2 separate regions of the Mus musculus genome follow, and region 1 is linked to region 2. The links are chromatin contacts, called in public promoter capture Hi-C maps. All regions are on one chromosome and are shown on one strand. Each heading gives the region's core, a stretch centred on a gene start, on an enhancer-like site or on the middle of the called end of the contact. The rest is flanking DNA. Distances are from core to core; before and after follow the strand shown. Region 1 holds the start of Lyg1 (lysozyme G-like 1). Region 2 holds the start of Mitd1 (MIT, microtubule interacting and transport, domain containing 1).

Region 1 (4,087 bases), core at 1,186-3,685, 67 kb before region 2:
CTCCCCTCCCTAACCCTCTCTTCCCCTCCCCTCCAGTCCTCCTCCCCTCCCCTCCCCTCCCCTCCCCTCCCCTCCCCTCCCCTCTCCTCTCCTCTCCTCTCCTCTCTCTTCCTCTTCTCTCTCTTCCTCTCCTCTCTTCCCTCTCTCTTTCATTCACTTCTGAGGTAGGGCCTCACTATGCTGCCCAGACTGCCCTTGAACATCTGGGCTCAAGCTATACTCCTGCCTCCCCCTTCCCAGTAGCTGGAACTACAGTACGGGTCACTAAGCCCAGCTACATTTTCTTTGCCATATCGACCTCCACACACTGGGCATCTGGGTTCCTCCCTTTGTCTAGGGACAGATGTTTTTTAGTGTAAATTAGATCTTTGAAAGGAAGGCTATACACAAAAGAACTGGCTAAGAACAGAGCAAACCTGGGGATAGGGACGGGCATCATTTCTGTGGAGCTGTTGCCAGGCAACAAGCTGGCTACTGACCAGAGACACATTTCTAGGACGCCAGCATGCCCTTGGTGTTGATGGTGTGCTGTCTTTGTAGCTGGGGCCAGAGAATTCCTAAATTTCCCCACACTGTAATAAAAATTTTAATTGCTTGTGTGTCCTAGTTACTGCTTCTGAACAAAATAGAGAGAAGGCCCTGGATCCTCTCCGGGATCTGGTTTTCAATGATGTGCCCGATACCCCGCCTTTTTTGGCTCCAATGATGAGGAGGAACCATGCAATCTCATACTCACTTCTCGGATGTAAGAATTCAGAAAAGCCAAATGTTCAAGTCTATATCCTTCAGTGTCCTAGCCTGTGGCCCTGCCATCTGCCCCCAACGGCTTCATCTGTTCATCTGACATAGCCTGGAGTCTATGAGGATGTCCCAGAGCCTACCCCACTGTGGGCAGTGTCATCCCTAGGCTCATAGGCTGTCTAAGAAAGGTTGCTGAGCATGGTTGGGGAACCAAGCCAGTTCCTCTATAGCTTCTGCCCTAGTTCCTGACGCACCTTCAATCTCCTTCCTTCCCAGGTTGCATTGGGTCAGGGTACTTTATCACAGACAGAAAGAAATCCTGGAAAACTAGATGTTCTCTCTACTGCTATGTGGGTTATGGGCCCAGACAACACCTTTATGAGCCTGCTCTCATAAAGCAATTGTTGTCTAAAGAGGGTAGAGTATACCCAGGCATGGTGGCACTCACCTTTAATCCCAGTACTCGGGAAGCAGAGACATGCAGATCTCTAAGTTCGAGGCCAGCCTGGTCTACAAAGCAAATTCCAGGCCAGCTAGGGCTGTTATACAGAAAAACCCTGTTTTGAAAAGCAAAACAACCAACAAGAATATAGAGAACATGGTGCTGATGTGGATATCTGGCATGGCCAAGATGGCTAACACTGGACTTGGGGGCTGTGAGCCAGAAAAAAAAAAAAAAGCAGACACTGGATGTCCAGGGAACCTCGAAGTAAGCAGTAACACAATCTCTTATGTAACTATTCCTGGGAGAACGCCACTTTTGGGTAAATCTGTATAAAAATGGCCTTGAGGTCAGAGACCTTCTCCCTCACCTTCACCAGTCTGCCTGTTTGTGTCTGTCTGTAAGCCTGTGTCTACCATGTATGGCCAGTGTGCTGGACTACATGGCTGTATGTGCCAGGGTGCTTGCTGCTGTCTGCCTGCCCAACAGCCTGGATGCTGGTGGATGAAGTGTGTCTTATCTGCCTATGGTTCCTCTCATGCGCTTCTGCCTCTCCACCTCCTGGGGCTCACCTCGCTTCCTGGTATTGGAGCTTAGACTCAAACTATCTCAGTCGTGGATAGAACAACAGATTCTGAGCTGGGGATGCTGAACTGTAAACTCCTTAACAGGAAGCTCTACTAGTCCCAAGTATGGACTAGGAGTTTATGAAAATCCAGATTCCCTCCCTCCTTCTTCCCTTCTTCCTCCCCTCCCTCTCCCTTCCTCTCTCCCTCCCTCCCTTCTTCTCCCTTCTTCTCCCTTCCTCTCCCTTTCTCCCCTTCCTCCCTCCCTTTCTCCCCTCTCTCCCTCTCATCCTTTCTTTCTTCTTTCAGCCTTTTCTCCTTCTTCTCTGTCTTTTCCTGCCTCAATATCCCTCCTCTCTCTTTCTCCATCCCTCCCTTTCTTGATTCCTTACATGACAATAAATGGGTGTGAATAAAGACAGATGTCGGACCTTTGCATTCCATCAAGAACCTGCAATTATGATTTGTCCTCCAAGGTGTGGTAAAGAGCTAATTGGTTGATGGGTGCAGAATGCCAGGACATTCTTGAATAAATCCCCATATGAGTTCAAAGTATTTATAATTATGATTATTACTATAATTTATGAGATTTAGCTGTAAATCTTATAATAAGATGAGGTCAGCACTTTTAAGAAGAAGCAGCAAGATGAGACCCTATATAAGGTTCCGAGCACTGACCGTCTCTAGGAAGAGGAGCTGACTGAAGACAGGTGAGTGGGAACCAACCCTGGACTTGTACTGAGCTTACTCGGAACGAAAATTTTAGGATATGCTAATTGAATGGTGATTAGCCAACCCTGGGTTTATTTATCTATTTAGATGGAAACTTCCAGGATATGTTAATCAATTGACAATGATTGTGTCTCTGCTTCTGAGTAAATAAGATTGAACCAAATGAAACTTAAGGATCTTGCAAGAAAAGATCACGTTTTAGAAAAGTTAAGATGATAGAATAATTCTTTCTATTCATTTACAATCATTATACAAACTTATTATTTCTCTCAGTGCACATGTAGGGCTTCTTTTGAATATGTGCACATGTAGGGCTTCTTTTGAATATGTGCACATGTGCAAGACCTCAAACAGCAGGACAGAAATATGTGCTCATTTAACACTAACAGCAATACTGGGGCCATGAAGAAAGATGGGGAAAACTATGGGCCATGAATAGGGAGGGACTGAAGTCCCTTGCTTCAGAGTCTGGCTGAGGTCTCTTGCCAGCACAGTCAACAACTGCTTCACTCACTTCCTGAGGGGAAGTGAATATGAAATGTCTTATTTTCTTCCCGAGTGCCTCTTTCCTTATGCTTAAAATATTGCCCTTAAAAATCAGCAACTCTGCTTCATACAGTCTGGTCCTAAAATGCTTCTCTATGCCAAAGCCATGAATCCTGGGTTTGCCTGGGTTGGGGTCCCTGAAAGATTACAGGATTTCCTCGGGCTGCAGGCTGCTGAGGGCAAGCTTGCAGAACCATGTGCCTCCTGTCCTCTTTCTGTTGGCAATAGATCAAAGAGAAGGTCTTTCTTGTTCTTTCAAGGCTGAAGGACTGAAGTGTTGGTACTTTGCCAGATGGCAAGCCCCTGTCCTTTCCCACTTTCAATCTTGAGGATAAAACATTGACCCAGACAAGCTCGTGTGGTGTCTTGGGGGTGGGGTGTGTGTGCATGTCTATAGAAGAGCCTTTCTTTTCTTGGAAGCTGTGAAAGAGCTAACACTAGGGGGTCTAACAGTTTAAGTTTTGGCTATTAGCATTAAAAGTCAGATGTATTTTAAGATTCTATGATGGAGGAAGCCAGGATCTTTTTTATTAGATATTTGTTCAGAAGGAAATATTCCTGGGCTCACACAGGGATGATGGTCTTCCCAGATTTCTTAACTCAGAAAAAATGAGGAAGAGCAAGAACAGAGGTACACAGACAGAAGAAGCCCCCTTCAGACAGTCTCCATGGCAAAGGGAGCGATTATGAATTTGCCAACAATGAGGAAAAAGTCTTTCTCAAACCTTCTATGTTTTCCCTAGTTTGGGTTTCCTCATAACCCAAACTCAACAAGTGCATGAGATCACAGGCCATGGGAAAATGCAGTCTGAGACACAGGTTAAATGATACGTGGGTACATACCTGCCATGCCAGCAGTCACCATGGAGGGTGGAGCAAGGGGATTTTCAGTTCCAGGGCAGCCTGGGTTACAAGGCAAGACCCAGTCTCACAAATTCAAACTGGACAAGGTAGCTCACATCTGCAATTTCTGTACTCTGTAGGCAGAACACTGTAGGAACACTGTAGATTTGAAGCCAGCCTGGGCTATATGGCAAGTACTACGCCAGGCTATAAAACC
Region 2 (4,349 bases), core at 509-3,008:
CATGCATGAGTTTCTGGGTTCAACACCTAGTTGAAGCTGGAGGTCTTCTCCCTATTTTGGCTCAAACCTTCTCTTGTCAACAGGTCTACCTGGATCACGCTGTTTCAGTCCTGAATGAGGACTACCTCCACCAAACAGCTTAACATTCGCAGCCACAGCCCTGCCAGCACTTCTGCACCTTGCCTTACTTGAGTACTCGTGTTCTATTGTACTTTGCTGGTTTACCATTTAGTGGCTGTCTCCACTCTGTACACGGGACAGTGCCAGAAGACAAGGACTTTATATTTTGGTTTGGATCTGCTCAAGTCATAGATGTGTCTCTCAAAGCAGCTTCGGCACTCAAGATTCTCTGCTGAAGTTTAATTTCAGATATAAGCAGGCAGCACCATCAAAACTGCTTTTTGTTGTTGTTGTTTTTCCTTTTGGTGAGGGAAGGTACTGGGGATTGAACCCATAGCCTTGCATACAGAATATAAGTGCTCTGAGCTGCAACTCATTTCAATACAGTAGGCATTATTCTTATGTGCGTAGCTTTTGGACCTTGAAGCAATTATACTGCCATCTACTGTACAACAACTTTCCTCTGTACTGTTGCAAATACCAGAAAAATGGGGCTGGAGACATGGCTCAGCAGTTATGAGCACTGGCTGCTCTTCCAGAGGTCCCACATTTAATTCCCGGTGACCACCTGGAAGCTTACAAATGTTTTTTTAACTCTATCTAGTTCCAGGGGATCTGACTATCTTCTGGCCTCCATGGGCACTACACGCACATGGTGTAGATATGACAGGCAAAACACCCATACACATAAAAATAAACTGAAAAATACCATTTATCACATGGGATATATAACCTATTTCTATTTTCTAATATGTTAATATATGAGTATACACAGAAAAACAAAAGGCTGCCAAAACCATTTTTCCTCTCCCTCACCCCGAAAGGTTTGCTGGAGTTTTGTTGTTGTTTTGCTTTTTTACAATGGTTATGCACGTAAACAGCTCTTTACCCCTAAACTACAACACCAGCTCGTAAGTGGTTCTTTAATTAATTTCTCTTTCTAAAGGGTCAAGGTATATATCTATAACGAGGAGTGAACATTCCTGAAAATACAGAACACTGAATTTCCCGTGCAATCAACCGCGTTCTCTGAAATCAACAAATGTCTCTCTTCTTCGAATTCCCAGGACGTAAAGGTAGTAGGCAGCCGTCATAACGGCCTCTCAGCCACCAAAAGCAGCTGCTTTAACAAGTGACAATCACAGGGGCCTGCAAAATCACTGTCTTTAATAAACAGCAACTCCAAAAACTCAGCACTCTAAAATCGCAACATCTTAAAATTAAGCAAGTTTTGCCTTCTTAAAAAAAAATAATAAATTTCACTGACGCTTGGATGGCTCGGACCTAGATCTACACGAGTGAGACTCTCAGAGACACGCGCGTCGCAGCACGACTCGAATAAAGTGACAACCTGGCTGCTTTCAGAAGATCAAGAAATAGGTCTGCGGGACCTCCAACTCGAAACAGAAAGAAAGTCATTTCGTAACTGCAGAGAGAGCCTCTAGCTCCCACGACCGCACTCACCGGCGACCGCTGTGTCCACTCCGAACGTCCCCGCAGCCGGAAGGAGAGGAACAGAGGCAGGTGGACCCAGTGCAACATTCAAACCACGCCGTTGCCGTCACAGACCGTACGGTTCTTTGGTTCCGGGAAAGGTTTTTTTTTTTTTTTGTCCCGGCCCATTCACAACGCGCCATAGAAGACAGCGCAGGCGCAGCGGCGTCACGCGTGCGCTTCCTGGAAGCGCAGTGGGTCAGCTCTTGGAATTTGCTGGCGGTGCCCAGGAGTTGTCACAGTGATGGCTAAGTCCAGCCTGGGACAGGATTCCGATAGCACTGCGGCGGTGGCGGTACTAAAGCGGGCAGTAGAGCTGGATGCAGAGTCCCGGTACCAGCAGGCTCTGGTGTGTTACCAGGAGGGGATTGACATGCTCTTGCAGGTTCTGAAAGGTGAGCGAGTTTCGGTTTCCGCTCTGTCTGGGACTGAGCGGAAACTTAAGAAAACGAAACTTACTAACTACCAGGAAGCATTCAAATTCAGGAGTTATATTCTGATAATCTGCAGGACAACGGAGGTGGTGGCCTTTGCAATAGACCGATGTTATCGCTAAGGACCATAAGAGGCATAACCAAATATAATCTATAAGGCTTGATAGGTCTTGCGTTTGAATCAATTTTATTCTTCGTTGTTGTCAGTTTGTGACATGATTTTTCTCCTTCCTCTGGCTCACCTTCCTGCCCTCACCCCAACTATGATCCATTGAGTTTCACTAGGGTGGAAGTTTGTTTACAGAGCTATGTGCACGTTACCAGCGACTACAGCACTGACTAAATTGTCTCTCCCTCCTCCATCAATGATTATATATTCATTCTCAAGATGGGGGTGCATTCCACGGCCATTTATTCTATGTGCACCAACCAGTTGTCAGTCTCTGCAGTCACTACCCGGTACTGGTGGAAGAGGCTTCTCTGACCATGTGGACTACAGCACTGCTCTATGGGCATAAACATAATGAGGTAGAGGGCAGTTTGGCAGATACATCATGTTGATTTAATAAAACTACAGCAGTAGTAGTACGGCCCCTAGGGCCTAGGACCGCCACAGTCTTGATTTTTAGTTAGGTATAAAGTACCAGATGAGAGTCCCTCTTGTCAAGCAGACTTCACATCCAATCAGAAAGCAGTTGGGTACCACATTTACCACGATTGCGCCAATGGGCTCATCTTTCCCAGATGGTTGGTTTTAACAGAGGGAGTGGCTGAGTAAGACATTTCTCCCCCAGCAGCTTGAGTAGCACCATCCAACACCGTGGTACTATCCAACAAGGAGGACGCTTTCAACCAGCTCCAGTTTGTTCTCGACCTGTGGTCAAGGCATGTGGCATCTTTAGCAATAGGGTCTTATGAATGAGTTTTGATGGACATCCAAAAGCAGGGGCAATCCTGTATTGTTTGGGGGGAACTCACAGCCCACTCTCAGCACTGGGGTGTATCTATCTATCTATCTATCTATCTATTTATTTTTCCTATTTATTTGTTTAGTAAGTTGTGTTTCTGGGAGCAGCTTTATCTATCCACAGAGAATACCTCCACTTAAAAATTTTTTTTTCTCTCTCTCTCTCTCTCTCTCTTTTTTTTTTTTAGCTTGCTGTCCTAGTTAGGGTTTCTGTTGCTGGGATGAAACACCATGACCAAAAGTAAGCTGGGGAGGAAAGGGCTTATTTACTTCCACATTGTAGTACATCATTGAAGGAAGTCAGGACAGGAACTCAAACAGGGAAGAAACCTGGAGGCAGGAGCTGATGCAGAGGCCATGGAGGAGTGCTGCTTGCAGGCTGGCTTGTTCATCATGGCTTGCTCAGCCTGCTCTCTTATAGAACCCAGGACCACCAGCCAGGGGGTGGCTCCATTCACAATGGGCTAGGCCCTTCTCCATCAATCACCAATAAAGAAAATACCCTACAAGCTTGCCAGAGGCCAAACCTATGGAGGCACCCCTCCTCAGAGTTTCTCTGTGTAGCCGTAGCTATCCAAACTCTCTCTGTAGACCAGGCTAACCTTGAACTCATAGATCTGTCTCCTAAGTGCTGAGATTAAAAAGACATGTGTCATAACGCTCAGCTAGGCATTTTCTTAATTGAGGTCCCCTCCTCCTCTCAGATGACTTAGGCTTATGTGAAGTTGACATAAAACTATCCAGCACTTACCAAGTATCAGTACTGTCAGTGTTAGCTAGTGCTCTCCTCCCCAGGCATGGCAGCTAGTTTTATGTCAAGTTGACCCAAGCTAGATTTACCTGAAAGGTGGGAAACTCAATTGAGAAAATGCCCCCGTAAGGTCTATGATTAGCAAAAAAAAAAAAAAAAAAAGGAAGGCCACAGTGTATATCTCTGGAGGTGAGAGAACAATTTGGCAGAGTCACTTCTCATTGTCATTTATGTCTCAGGGATGGAATTCAGGATTTCAGAGTTAGTGGCAAGCACCTTAACCTGGTCTTAGTTAGGGTTTTACTGCTGCAAACAGACACCATGACGAAGGCAGCTCTTATAAAGGACAACATTTAATTGGGGCTGGCTTATAGGTTCAGAGGTTCAGTTTATTATAATCAAGGTGGGAGCAGGGCAGCATCCAGGCAGGCATGGTATTGGAGGATCTGAGAGTTCTACATCTTCATCTGAAGGCTACTAGTGGAAGACTGACTTCCAGACAGCTAGGACTAGGGTATTAAAGCCCACTCCCACAGTGACATACCCACTCCAACAAGGTCACGCCTACCCCAACAAGGGCACA

What was found. Promoter capture Hi-C pulls out the DNA fragments that hold promoters and counts their contacts.
Region 1: a contact with region 2 is called in a promoter capture Hi-C map of embryonic stem cells, with 3 times the contacts expected there. The contact joins the promoter of Lyg1 here to the promoter of Mitd1 in region 2. A contact is called at or near these places in 14 of 39 promoter capture datasets (the 3T3-L1 cell line, 3T3-L1-derived adipocytes, the HPC-7 cell line and 8 more), 14 of 484 Hi-C or Micro-C datasets (the G1E-ER4 cell line, the HL-1 cell line, the HPC-7 cell line and 3 more), 8 of 115 datasets of contacts at active chromatin or transcription factors (the SCID.adh cell line, astrocytes, embryonic forebrain and 3 more) and 3 of 9 other capture datasets (adipose tissue, liver and pancreatic islet).

What each region holds. Positions count from the first base shown.
Region 1 is chr1:37,956,107-37,960,193 of GRCm38.p6, reverse strand. It overlaps Lyg1 (lysozyme G-like 1), which reads left to right and starts at 2,435. Exons shown (of 6, transcript NM_027111.3): 1 at 2,435-2,459.
Region 2 is chr1:37,887,820-37,892,168 of GRCm38.p6, reverse strand. It overlaps Mitd1 (MIT, microtubule interacting and transport, domain containing 1), which reads left to right and starts at 1,758. Exons shown (of 7, transcript NM_026913.3): 1 at 1,758-2,009. The coding sequence starts at 1,859. It overlaps Mrpl30 (mitochondrial ribosomal protein L30), which reads right to left and starts at 1,692. Exons shown (of 6, transcript NM_027098.3): 1 at 1,585-1,692.